Linked DNA regions of Danio rerio: region 2 is linked to region 1. The links are chromatin contacts, called in public Micro-C maps. All regions are on one chromosome and are shown on one strand. Each heading gives the region's core, a stretch centred on a gene start, on an enhancer-like site or on the middle of the called end of the contact. The rest is flanking DNA. Distances are from core to core; before and after follow the strand shown. Region 1 holds the start of smad6b (SMAD family member 6b). Region 2 overlaps smad6b (SMAD family member 6b).

What was found. A called contact is a pair of places that touch in the nucleus more often than the background predicts.
Region 2: a Micro-C map of caudal fin shows a contact between it and region 1, with 3 times the contacts expected there. The contact joins the enhancer-like site here to the promoter of smad6b in region 1. A contact is called at or near these places in 2 of 18 Hi-C or Micro-C datasets (caudal fin and an unstated tissue) and 1 of 4 datasets of contacts at active chromatin or transcription factors (caudal fin).

The regions. Positions count from the first base shown.
Region 1 is chr18:21,033,469-21,040,310 of GRCz12tu, reverse strand. It overlaps smad6b (SMAD family member 6b), which reads right to left and starts at 5,043. Exons shown (of 4, transcript NM_001045051.2): 1 at 3,554-5,043. The coding sequence starts at 4,337.
Region 2 is chr18:21,075,044-21,081,770 of GRCz12tu, reverse strand. The region is part of intron 3 of smad6b (SMAD family member 6b); the gene reads right to left. Among named protein-coding and RNA genes, the nearest start is that of smad6b, 43 kb to the right of the region's middle. Within about 2 kb of position 2,975, at least 19 of the 62 cell types and tissues checked have an H3K27ac peak or open chromatin away from gene starts, as enhancers often do. A contact at or near this core is called in caudal fin, where this site is marked.

The DNA.
Region 1 (6,842 bases), core at 3,794-6,293:
TCCACATACTTTGCTTAAAAACAGAACAAATGATAGCAGAAAAAAACAAATCTAAGTTTGGTTATAGGTCAGCGTTGCAAATTATACTTCACAATTTTGGAAGAATTACAAATAAAAATAAAACCTATACAAAGATTATACAGCACTTATACCGCAGCTTAGTTTATTTTTTCATTCTATATGATTTTCTTTAAGTTAACAATATATAACTTTTTTATTAAATAACTAAATAAGTACATTTGGGTAGGCTCAGAATAAATATGTGGTACATTTACAGAATTGTTAGTTAATTATTAGTTAATATTAGTTAATTATTGCTTATTTTTTGTCACCAATTTCCGTTTAATTTCTGTTTTTTTTTCAATACATTTCTAAACATAATAGTTTTAATAACTCATTTCTAATAACTGATTTATTTTATCTTTGCCATGATGACAGTAAATATTTTACTAGATATTTTTCAAGACACTTCTATACAGCTTAAAGTGACATTTAAAGGCTTAACTAGGTTAATTGTGTTAACTATGCAGGTTAAAGTAATTAGGTAAGTTATTGTATAACAATGTTTTTTTTGTAGACTTTTGAAAAAATATAGCTTAAAGGGGCTAATAATTTTGACCCTAAAATGTTTTTTTTTTTAAATTAACAACTGCTTTTATTCTTGTCAAAATAAAACAAATAAGACTTTCTCCAGAAGAAAAAATATTATCAGACATACTGTGAAAATTCCCTTGCTCTGTTAAACATCATTTAGGAAATATAAAAAAAAGAATATAAAATTCAAAAGGTGGCTAATAATCCTGACTTCAACTGTATATGTACACAATAAAAGCGTGTGGTTTATTTAGACAGTTTTTAAGAAGCTATTTTAAACATACACCTTAAAAAAAAAAAACATAGTACAAATATATTCAATTCAATTAAATTCACCTTTAGTTCTATATCGCTTTTACGATGTAGATTGTGTCAAAGCAGCTTGACATAGACGTTCTAGTACAGTGGAGGCCAGAATTATTAGCCCTCCTTTGAATTTCTTTTTTGTTTCTTTTTAAATATTTATTTTTATAAATATGAGGTCATTTTTACAGTAATTTCTGATAATATTTCTTCTTCTGGAGAAAGTATTATTTGATTTATTTTGGCTTGAATAAAAGCAGTTTTAAATTTTTCTAAAAATTATTTTAAGGTCAAAATTATTAGCCCCTTTAAGCTATATTTTTTCGATAGTCAACAGAACAAACTATCGCTATACATTAACTTGCCTAATTACCCTAACCTGCCTATAGTTAACACAATTAACCTAGTTAAGCCTTTAAATGTCACTTTAAGCTGTATAGAAGTGTCTTGAAAAATGTCTAGTAAAATATTATTTACTGTCATCATGACAAAGATAAAATAAATCAGTTATTAGAAATGAGTTATTAAAACTATTATGTTTAGAAATGTGTTGAAAAAATCTTCTTTCCGTTAAACAGAAAATGGGGGAAAAAATACAGGGGGGGGGGGCTAATAATTGTGACTTCTGTAAATTGAAATTAAAACTGTGTCGGCCCAGTTTTCAGAGTTAATATGTTGTTAATATGAGTAAAATATGTTGAATAAAAATATGTAAATCATTGAGGGGAAAAAAAAAGTTAGGTAGAACCTTATAACTCCAAGGTGACGAATTGTTTATTTTAATGTCTTTCTGGACTTTAACACAACGTAATAAAACACAAGCCTGTTTTTGAGACGATTCACCTTTTAATGGCATGGACACCAGTCGTGACGACTTCTTCATTTAAGATTAATTCTAAAACTACTTGTATAAGTACAATAACGTTTTTCAACCTTGAAAAGAGTAAATCTCTTCTAGAATCACTAAAGGTTCCAATGCACAAAAGGGAAAAATAAGTCTCTGGACAACTAATGACCTCGCCTTTTGGTCATGGGGGAAAAAAGAAAAGCACAATGTGGACTGTCTCTTTAAGAGTGGCGGCAGTAATTGCCAGGATCCTAAACTCAGTCACTCAGATACACAGCGAGTCAGTCTGGCGCCAGTTGTATGCAAACTGTATATTACTGCCACTCCTTCACCTAAATAGCATGAGGGGGTTCTCCTTAGGAAAAAAAGGGACTTTTAAAGTGCAACTTGAAACTGATATTATTAAGGTTTTGTTCAAGTGATTCTGCCATCCTAATAAACAGCTACAACAAAACAAATGTAAAAAGTATACTGATAAACAAACCCTGTGGTAAACGATTCTAGTCAAATGCATTGCAAAATTTGTTTTAGGTGATTAAATGGACTTGTGTGCATAGGGCAACAACCGAACAATAGGATTTCTCTCTTTAAAGTGGCCTGTGAAAATTAAAGTTGAAAAAAGCCGTCAAAACCATTGATGGAGTTTGAAGATTGAGAGGGCTCTGTTGTTCAATCGCATGAAAGAAATACCATCTTCATGGGGCCACGCATGAGCGCCTGTGAGCTATGTGTGTCTCTACAGAGAACAGAGGGGAGAGAGAGGGGCTGCTGTCTCCCTCAAGCGTCTCTGCTCTGAGAAACTCCAATAAAACACAGAGCACAGAGTGTAATTGTCAGTTTGAAGCCTTTGATTAAAAATTATCTCTTAATACGAGAGGATTTATCGTGGAAAAACTGATTTATGGGTTGCCAAGTGCCTCAGGTCGTCAATGGTCTCCTCACGGGATTGTCAATCTATCACATGAATGCTAGGAATTCTAGTCGTTAAATGGTCCCATCAATCTGTGAGATTTTAAAGTGTGTATAAAGAAAAACTATCTGTTCATTTTACAATTTTTGTTAAGATAGAATTTATCAGAATAGTATTTTAAATGTAGAAAGTATTGTTTTTATGAGCACTGTAGTAGTAAATGTATTTCTGATGACTTACATTTGGAAATGCTTGAAAAGTAGACTTGAGTCACTTGGTGTTAGATTTAAGATTTTTTAGGCCACGCAGACAGTGTTTACTTGAGACAAGACCCTTAACATCTCTAAAACAAATAAATATGCACTAACCATCAAGCAATTAATCTATTTGAGGCCATATTTGAGGAATACATACTCCACTGAGTAGCAGATAATTAATAAAGTGCCTAATTTAATCTAGGACAAAGTCCCAAATGTTATCTAACCTCAGTTCAGAAACCTGCAATAAATACATCAAAATGTCATGCTTAATATGCAGTTGAAATGTTTGTCTTATTTCTGCCAATTAAGCTATTTAGTTTCCTGGAGAAACTTGATTGTTGGAAAATAAAGCGGCACTACAGAGCTGTGGAGTTGGGTAGCCTATAGCCTAATGTAGTTCATTAACTGAAACGTTAAGCTGTCATTTGACTGAGGACAAATACTTCACACACTAACAAGCAACTCTTAATTCTTTGCTGTTGCACTCATTTTATCAATGGCATTCTGTAGTACATGAATCACTGCAATAGCACGGCTTCAACGCAACCGTTAGGGGAACCCTAAGGAAAGCCCTTGGCATAACAGCAGGTGTAAAGCAAAATACTTTTAGATACAATCGTCGACAGGACCTTCGCTTACCTGGCCCACAGAGTCGGCTGTAATGATATGGATTGCAGCACACTACCGGACCGTCCTGAGCTCCGAAGCTCTTGCACTCACAGAGCGCTTTTAGCTGGGCCGTGTGCTGCAGGTCAGACCACCGGTAAAGCTTACAGATAAGCAGTTGTGGAGGAGCCATGTGGCCGCCTAACCGCAGCTCGGTCCGCGATACCATCACACAGTCGCTCGGCATCCCGCCTGACTCCACAGCTTCCAACAAAGTATCCAAGGTTTTCTCCTTTAGCCTTTTTAATAGTGAATAGGTGGCGGTCTTGAGCTCCTGCTCCATGACGGAGCGAGGTTTCGACTCCTGGCTCTCCAGAGGACCGGGGTCCCGTGAAGAGCCAATGTTCCTCAGCACAAACTGGCACGAGCCTGGCTCCGGACTTCTAGATCCAGAATGATGGTCCCGATCTTTGAATAAACAGCAAGTGACTGTTCTACAATCGCTGTCCTGCACAGACCGAGGGCTTCCCACCGTACATACCGTACCCCCATCTTGGTCCAAAAAGCCCCCTGAGGTGCCACCGCCGCTGCTCTCAGCGGGATTCCTCGTACACACTTCCCCATAGTCCACGCTAGGCGACCCGCTCGGGGTCATCGGTCTGAACTCCGTCTTGGGAATTTTCTCTGGGTTGGTGCCAAGCAGATCGTCTCGAGACCCCTCGCCGCTTTTGCCATATCCATCGCCCCCCTCTTTATCTGGAATCAAACGGCTTCTCCAGAGTCGCCGCACAAGACCTGAGCGTTTCGTCCTGAACATACGACAACTTGAAACTCTAGATGAGTTATTTACGTTCAGATCTCAGCGATTTGAAACTATTTCTGAGCTCGTGCAACATTAATGTTGGCCGAATGCCGTGCAGCGCGTGCACAGCCGAGCACCGTATATCGGTGGCAAAGCCACAACATTAGTTTGGAAGGCACAATGCTATATTGCATTAAAAACAGAAATCGTCAAACTACCGCATAGCGAAACGCATTCATTTTACAAGAACGCTGTCAAGAAGCCTACATGTGAACCATGTTTGGAAAGTGGACCAAGAGTCCGATGATGTTTTTTTCCAGATTTAAAATGCACTACGGGTTTTAACTACATCAAATAAATGTGATGTCAAAAAACCCCAGGCGAAAATCTACTCTAGTCGCGCGCTCTTAAATGTTTTCGGACTTTGAAACACGTTCAAATCCACTCTTCAACAGCGGGTCTGGAGACATGAATGAAGCTGCTCCTCGGCGAATTAAATCCACAGACAATTCCTTGCAGAATTCACTATTCCGGTTGTTTTTCCACAATTCCAGCGCGCTCTCTTTTTTGCGATCCAAAAATATCCTTGTGCGCGCGCCGGGGCCAGAAAAGGAACAATCCGTAGACTTATAATGTGCTCCTGGTTCCGTGTTCAGACCTGGTCAAACTGCAACCCAGATATCTCTCTCTTTCTCCGTTTCTCTCCCTTTTTCCTTTTTTTCTCCCCCTGTCACACACATACACACACACATACGCACACACACAGGGCCCCCGAGGAGAGCGATGGAGCCATTGGCTGACTACCATCATGTGCTAGTCTAGACACTTTGGCGGCTCTGAGCTGCACTGATTGTTGCGCAAACAAGGTTTCAAGTTTCTTAACTCTTAAAGGCATAACATCCATCTATTTCTTTTTTCTTCATATATCCTAACTAAGATAATTGTTTATTCCAAGCAAAGAAAAAAAAACTTCGCGTAAATTACAACCAATGTAAAAATCTGATGCTATTTAACAAACATTTTCAAGATGATGATGTTAATGCAACTTTACTGCGGTCATAACTTTATGTTAAGTGTTGTGCAATTTATTTTTATTCTTAAAAATGCAAAATAACAATAATACGTAATATGCATGAGCAAAAAAATAAGTTATACTACATAGTAAAAACCCCTTTATAGATTCCTCCAGAAAGTTTTAATTTTTATTTTGTGGCATCTTATTTCAAGTAGTTTTCAGCTTTATACTGACACCTATAGGTCCGGATGCATGACGATTATGTGTATATTTTATGGTCAATGAAATGTTCTGGAAAAAATATGAATTTGAAAAGAGAAACTTTGCAGTATATTGACTGTTAATATAGACCATTTTGAAGGATGTAAACAAAAACAACGGTCCCAATGTGTTTCTTGTTTTAAAATTTTCATTTAGCTTCCGAGAATCCAAAAAGAGCCACATTTTAATCAATAATGTTATGATTTTATGTTATGACTGTTTCAACAATAAGTTATGATTAAATTGCTTCTTATTGCAGTCATGAAATAGTTTGATAACAAGCAAAAATGTTCATGGGCCAATGGCATGACCACATTGAAATGGTCTACAGAATGGTCTCAGAACAAAATCACTAGGACAAAATAGTCTCAACATGAAATGGCAACTTGCTGTAGAAAAAAACAGCTTTCTAAGAATATTCAATTTTACTTTAGTTTAAAAATTTTAAATTTTCAATAAATCTGTTTCTTCCTGACTATTCATTGTCTATACACACATTGTCTATATATATATTTTTTATATATATATATATATATATATATATATATATATATATATATATATATATATATATATATATATATATATATATTTATATATATATATATATATATATATATATATATATATATATATATATATATATATATATATATATATATATATATATATATATATTATTTGTAATATTAATTAATTGCATTTTTTTACTTGTTCAGACTACTTAATTAAAATGAGCTGAAATAACACAATTATTGAGATTTTATTAGGACAACTTAATTTTTTTGTTCAATCCACATAAATTTGCTAAGTGTTAAGTTGTCTTAATCAATTTGTGTTGGGACAACATGAATTAATTGTATTGAACCCTGCCTTTTTTACAGTGCATCATATATCACATATAGAGCTCCCGCTAATAAACTATGCATTACCTTTACTTCTCATGCTTGTGAACATACTTATAAACGGTTTTACTTATTTTCTACATGTGCATCTGTAACTGCAATCTATTTAGATACCTGACAAAAACATGTGGATCCGATTCTGAAATAGTTTTTGTTATTGCATGATGCAGAGAATGCGTTACCTGCACATGAGGAATTTTCAGTATATGGGAAGTTGGAAATTCCATAGAATGACCTCATGAGGTGTGAGCTGCTCTCATTGGGGTGTGAATTCCAGCAGTGGGTCACGCTGTGAGATGCAACCCCCCTCAAAAAGACCTTAAATATAGTAATATCCTG
Region 2 (6,727 bases), core at 1,726-4,225, 44 kb before region 1:
GTGAGTGTGTGTCAGTGGGAAAGGAGACGGGGAAGGAAGAGAACAGATCGGGCAAACTCATTAAATTCTCAGAATGCAAAACCAATCAGTGCCATCTTTGTTTGTTAGATTTACTCTTCCTTTTTATCCTGGCTAGAAAGTTCTGCCTAAGATATCTTTGGAACAAAGTTGTTTGGGCTGGGTGATTGTTTTAAGTAGGGATGTCCTGATCAGGTTTTTTTTCCCTCAAATGCAAATCCGAGTCATTTGATTTTGAGGATCTTCTGATACCCAAACCCGATCAGATACTTCTACACAACATAAAAAGAATAAAAAAGAGCTAAGAAACAGATCCAGGATGTTCCTTATTTTAATTTAATTCACCTTATTTTAACATTGAACATCTCTATTAACAAACAGAGCACTTCTGTGAGGTAGCAATTCTACACTTTTGGACTTTAGCGCAACACCAAATATAAAAAAATCTAATATAAATAGAAATAGCTCCTCAACTTGAAATACCCAACAGGCAATCCCCAGTATACATATCTCACAGTTTACTATGGCAATGTTGTCATCATCAACTTTATAAAACCTCCAGGCAACAGACATACTCGCACTTTCCGCTTCAAGCTGCTTCTGTGCTGCCAGTATTTAACCAATAGCGTCTCTGCAACAAAGTGATGTCATGCCGCGTTGCTGTTTCTGTATGAAGTCTTGAAAGAGATCTAACTCTGTGCCACCGCATAACTATAGATGTGTAAAAAAATAATGGGAATTTATATATATATTCGAGTTCTGATCGGGAGGTAATGTCAGATTTGATTGAGTCTGAAACTGCATGATAGGCCCGATTTCCTATCACGTGATTGGATTTTGACATCCCTAATTTTAGGTCAATTTTCATGTGCATGTTGTCAGTAAAGCCAGCTCTAGTAAACTTCCAGCACATGTGTTCAGATGGAGCCGAGTTTACTACACAGAGACGTAGTTCCATGATAAGCTACACAAGAATTTGTTTTTAAAATCGTATTTGATTTAATCAGTCGATAGTGACTAGTAGATTCTGCAATTACGACAGCTTTTTTTTTTTTGAACATGAACATGAACATATTTTGCATGAACATATTTTGTCAGGTAAAGCGTCTAAATCTTAAACCAATAAAAAACCTTTTAGAATTTTAATTAAACTACAATCGAACAAACAAAATATTTTAAGCTAAAAATTTACTATTTTTTAAAGTTATGTTTTAATATTTTTTTAACTGAACTGGCAGGGTTAGCATAAATCATTTACATATACAGTGGTCCCTCATTAACCGCAGGAGTTACATTCTAAAAATAACCCGCGATAGGCGAAATCTGTGAAGGCGGTAAAACCCCTCACTAACACACTTTATCCACTTTTCTCAGACAGGCATTAACATTTTCACACTCTTGTTTAAATACTCTCAAAGTTCAAATCTTTGTAGAAAAATAAGTCCAGTATTATAGAATGAAACTAAAGATCAAAACCATTTGATCTTCATTTTTTTCCTGTAATGGCGCCCTAAGGCAGCGTAACTTTTACCTTTCTTTAGCATGTCCAGAAGTTCAGCTTTTTGTGTGATGACAAGCATCTTCCTCTGCCTTTTGGGTGTTACCGCAGGTGCCTTTGACAGTGCTCGACAGTACACAGTACAGCATTTCAGAGTAACACTTCTAGCAATCAAGGATTTATGTAAATTTGGCAAGCTGAATGCATTCTGTACTGTACAGGAGACATGGTAGGGTTGGGCAATTAATAAAAAAGTAATCGAAATCGACATTCAGAACCTATAATCAATCAAATTTTTCCAACTTTTTTCAATTACTTTACCTTCCGAGTGTTTAGTCACGTGACCCCCGTGCAAATCTAAAAAAAATACACGTCACAACGACGTTTAGCGCAAGCTCTGTGATTGGTCAGTTTGGTAGCGGTTACGAGCAAGGGCAGTGCTGAGAGCCAAGAGATCATTAGATCATGTGTTTACAGTGTGAAATGCCATTGTTGTGTGTTTACCTTATGTTTAAAGTTGTTGCACATCTGCCGGTTCCTGCCTCTAAATGAGCTTATTAATATTTAAATTGACAAACAATAAATATACATTTTTTAAATGACTGCGAGTGCGTGTGTTTTGAGCTAAATATATTAGTCACACTTTACAATAAGTACTATACATCACATACAATTTACAATAAGTACAATAATCACTAGTTAATGTATTTACTAACATGAACTAATAATAAACAATATTTGCACAGCATTTACTAATCCTAGTTTAACATTTACTAATTATTAAAGTCAAAATCCATGTTTGTTAACATTAGTAATGCACTGCGAGTTAATGAACTAAGAATGAACAACTATATTTTGATTAACATTAACAAAAATAAATAATTACTGTAATAAATGTACAGTGCAATATTTGTTAATGTTAGTAAATACCTAAACTAACATTAACTATACATAATTACTATATATTTTGACATTATATTGTATTTATACTTAAAATATACATACCTTTATACACTACATTTCTAACTTTCTACTTGTACTAAATGTTTGTACTTGTACAAACATTTCCTTTAAACGCAAATATATACAAATGTACCCATTTAAGTTGTAATTAATATATTTTCTTCAACAACAATATAACATACACTAATAATAAACAAACTAAAAAGAAATACTGATGCACTGCAGCTTATACAGGCTGAAAACCATCTTTCTAACAAAATTCCACAGTAAATACTCATTATATACAACATCTATCATCCTCCTCCCCTTCGACAGGTCATTCACCTGTGTGTTTCATTTCCTGAATCAAATCCAGAACTTTCACATGAAATGAGCACAGCATTTGCAGCTTGTTTGTGTGTGTGTGTGCGTGCTTGTGCTCAGGTAGAAGCTGGAAAATGCACATCAGCAAGCGCCACAACAAGCAGGATACAGAGTTCCTGTCTCCCCTTCCCTGGAGGCCTCAGTCATGAGTCAGTGAAGAGCCTCTGACAAGCCGCCAGAGCTGCAAATACAGCCTTACTCAGACCGAAGACAGACAGACGGACGGCAGCGCGGCTATAATCGCAACCAATGACGCTACTTTAGTATAATAAACCTCATTTAGGCTATCAACTGCAGCGAGTAGGTGTAAGTTCAAAGGCGGTGGACATCTAAACTCATGTACCTTAATGACTCAGCAACGGTTTAGTTAACAACACTTAAGCGCTTTGGGCTCATCACTTGGAGGAGAGATAATGATGCCAGACTAAGTGCTAACTGTGTTCTCCCTTCAGTGTTTTTTGTTGCGGACAGGCTGGAAGACAAAAGCTGGGAGCAATTACGCCGCTCTGCGTTCATTTAACCCCAGCACCTTTCAACAGCTCCGTTTACCCATTAGATAGGTAGTGTGTGTTATTATTGTTATTATATTCTAAAAACCGACTCCACCAGTGTCAATCTCTTTGGAGACACGTTGTTAACGCCTTCAGGTTGACGTCTGACCCACTTCTAAACTAAACATGATGCACTGTAAAAAAAATGCTGGGTTTCACACAATTCCTACATGTTTCCCAACACAAATGGATTAAGCTAATTTCATAGTTTTTACGCATTTAAGTGGATTGAACATAAAACAATTAAGTTGTGCCTTAACAAACATAAAAATGTACTAGTTTAACTCATTTTATAATAATATAATCATTTAATAATTAGTTTGAACAAACCATGTGTTGAGTAACAGTTGTTTTGTACTTAAAACAAAACCCCCTAATTATTATATGTAATTAGATGGGGGGTGTGTGGATTTTATAATCTGTAAAAATAAGATTATTTTTTTACATTATTGGGTGTTTAAAAAATCACTATGCAACAAACAAAACACATTTTTGATCTAGCACAAGTATTCAGTGTTTGAAGAATCCTAATATAATGCTGTTGCAATGCACTTAGTATTTTAATAGATATGATTTAGATCTGACATACTACACAAGCACGACAATTTTTTTAATATCAGCGTGCAAACGCATTCACGAATGGAACCGTTCAACGATTTATTCATTAGACGATCACTCACTTTTTTTTAAATAAATAAATACGCTACTTTGAATGAACCATTTGAATTAATTATACAGTGAATCACTCATTAAGACTGAGACTTGCCACATCCTACTCCCCATTGATTTATACACAAAGGAAGTCATTTTGTATTGTTTCTATATGAATCAGCCATTTTGAACATCCACGTCGCCTGCCGTTTTTGAACAAATCATTTAAAATAATTTTTCAGTTAATCTTTAAACAGGGACTTGCCACTACCTACTAGACAATGATTAAGTTATTCATTAGCAATATTTCCATCCAAAAATGCTTATCAAATTCATGCGAAAAACTGAAATATCACATAAAAGATGTGCGAACAAAACATTGTTTCTATCCAACAAATCAAAGAGAAAAAAAATCTTCACTTCCTGATTACTGCTGCCAAATATCAAAAGTAAAATCGTAACTTGCTGTGGTATAGGAGAAGCTGCATAACTCTTCTTCTACGTAACTCTTCTTTATTTAATAAATGACTTGCGCCTAAGAAGGCAGTATGCCGACACACATTGAACGCATTGTGACGTCTGAACGATTCATTCGTTAAAACAGGGGCTTGAACCATCAACCAGTGGTTATTTTAAATCTATAACAGGCTTAAACCATCAAAGGTATCAACTCAGAAACACACTCAGCAAAAATGATTTAATTCTTTTAATAAAAAAAAGTGTGATTACGTTTTTTGTCAATATTCAGGGTTTCTGCAGGTTTCATAAATATTTAAGACTTTTAAAGACCTTTTCAAGACATTAGGAATGAAATGTCAGGCTTAACCAGGACAAAATGCTAAATTTTTTTTTTTCTAATGATCTGGTTGGGCCAGCAGAAAAGTATTTAATATATAATAATATATACAATAATAATATTAATAATAATAATAATAATTATTATTATCATTATTATTATTATTATTATTATTATTATTATTAAATAATGTGTAAATAATTATTATTAAATAATATTTAAATAATGTGTCAAAACAAGCATTTATTCCAACAAAAAAATTATATTTTATATATTATATATATAAAAATTATAATCAACTAAATATAAATAAATGTACAGGGACATGAGAAACTTAAGACCCATTTAAAATGAATTAAGACCTCCAGGACATTCTTTCAGTAAATTTAAGATGCCGCAGACACCTTGAATATTGTACACCACTACTATGATATAGCTGCTTAAGTAGATTCAAACTATAAACTTTAAAATATAATGTTTAATCAATTGTATTTACTTGTGAAAATTCAATTCATTTAATTAGTTTGTGTAATTAACACAACTTAAGTAATTTACACAACTTTTCTAAACTAAATATGTGTTCAATTTACAGAAAAGCAATTCATTCTGCATGCTGCCCACAGGTGCAAAAAAAAAAAAAAAAAAGTCTGAAAACGCAACAGTTGCTCAAGGAAAAGATTATATTAGAGTAGTAAATTGCTCAAGGGAAAGCAAACATGGGCAGCTGAGATCAAACAACAGCAAGGGCCTTGTTGACTTACAAAGCCAGAGCTTAAGGAGGCCGTGAGACTAAAGGTTACTTTGTCAGGAGGCTAAAGTCTTTTATTTAGTCTCCATTTGCTCTCAGACAAATACCAGTTACTTTTACAAAGCTGGAAATGAACAAAACGCACACGCACGCACAGCTAGACAGCCTCAAAGGTATTTCCTTTGAAACTCATAGCTTGTACATAATGCTCTGGTGGACGTGCTACTCAATCAGTAAGGTAAACATGCAATTCTCAGGCCGTTCCCAAGCCAGACATTCATATTCACATCAAAGAAGAAAACAGTCTGCGTTGGACAGGCCGGTATTGCGCTGTATGCAATGTGTGGCTATCAGTGGGCAGGATTGTTTTGCGTTATTTACACGTGCAATGAGAAAACGTGGAGTAATGTGAAAACGCAGAGTGGGATGTGTTTTAGGCAAGTCAAGACGAGGAGCAGCATATTATTAAGGGGTGTTATTAGGCACAAAGTTAGGCGGAGTTTGGATGCTTATGGTTGTTAAGCAACGACACGCCAGTTCAAGTGATGCGCAGTTACAGTCATGTGCATATTAAATAGTTTACAATGGGTCAAAATGTGGCTAGACGATGGTTTTGTATTATTAATATAACATTACATGAATGTTTTTTTTTTTTGTACTGCTAAGTTCTGTTGAAATTGTGAAGCCAGTTGTACACTAAAGAGCTATGTTATTTTAGTTTGTGTTTGAAATATATGTTTTAAATATAAATAAAAAAATAATTCATTATTATGAAACATTTTATAACAGAGTTAGAAATATTTTATACATTTAATAGCATTATTATAAATAGACTTTGACCATGTGTGTGAGTGTGCTTAAATAAACAAACTTTATTAAAAGAAGCTTACATAGCACAGTTATTAATATATATTATTACATAACAAATGTTTAGGTTTTTTTAAGAAGCAAACAGAGATTTATATTCCAAATTTCTCTTTGTCACTGAATTCAGAAAAATAAAAACGTTTTAGGCATCAATAATAAATAGATAATTAATTTATTCAGATTAGATTCATTTCTAAAAGACTATGTGACTAGTATTATTTTAAAACTATTTGAAAATATACTTATACATTTTAAGATTGCACCCAAATTTC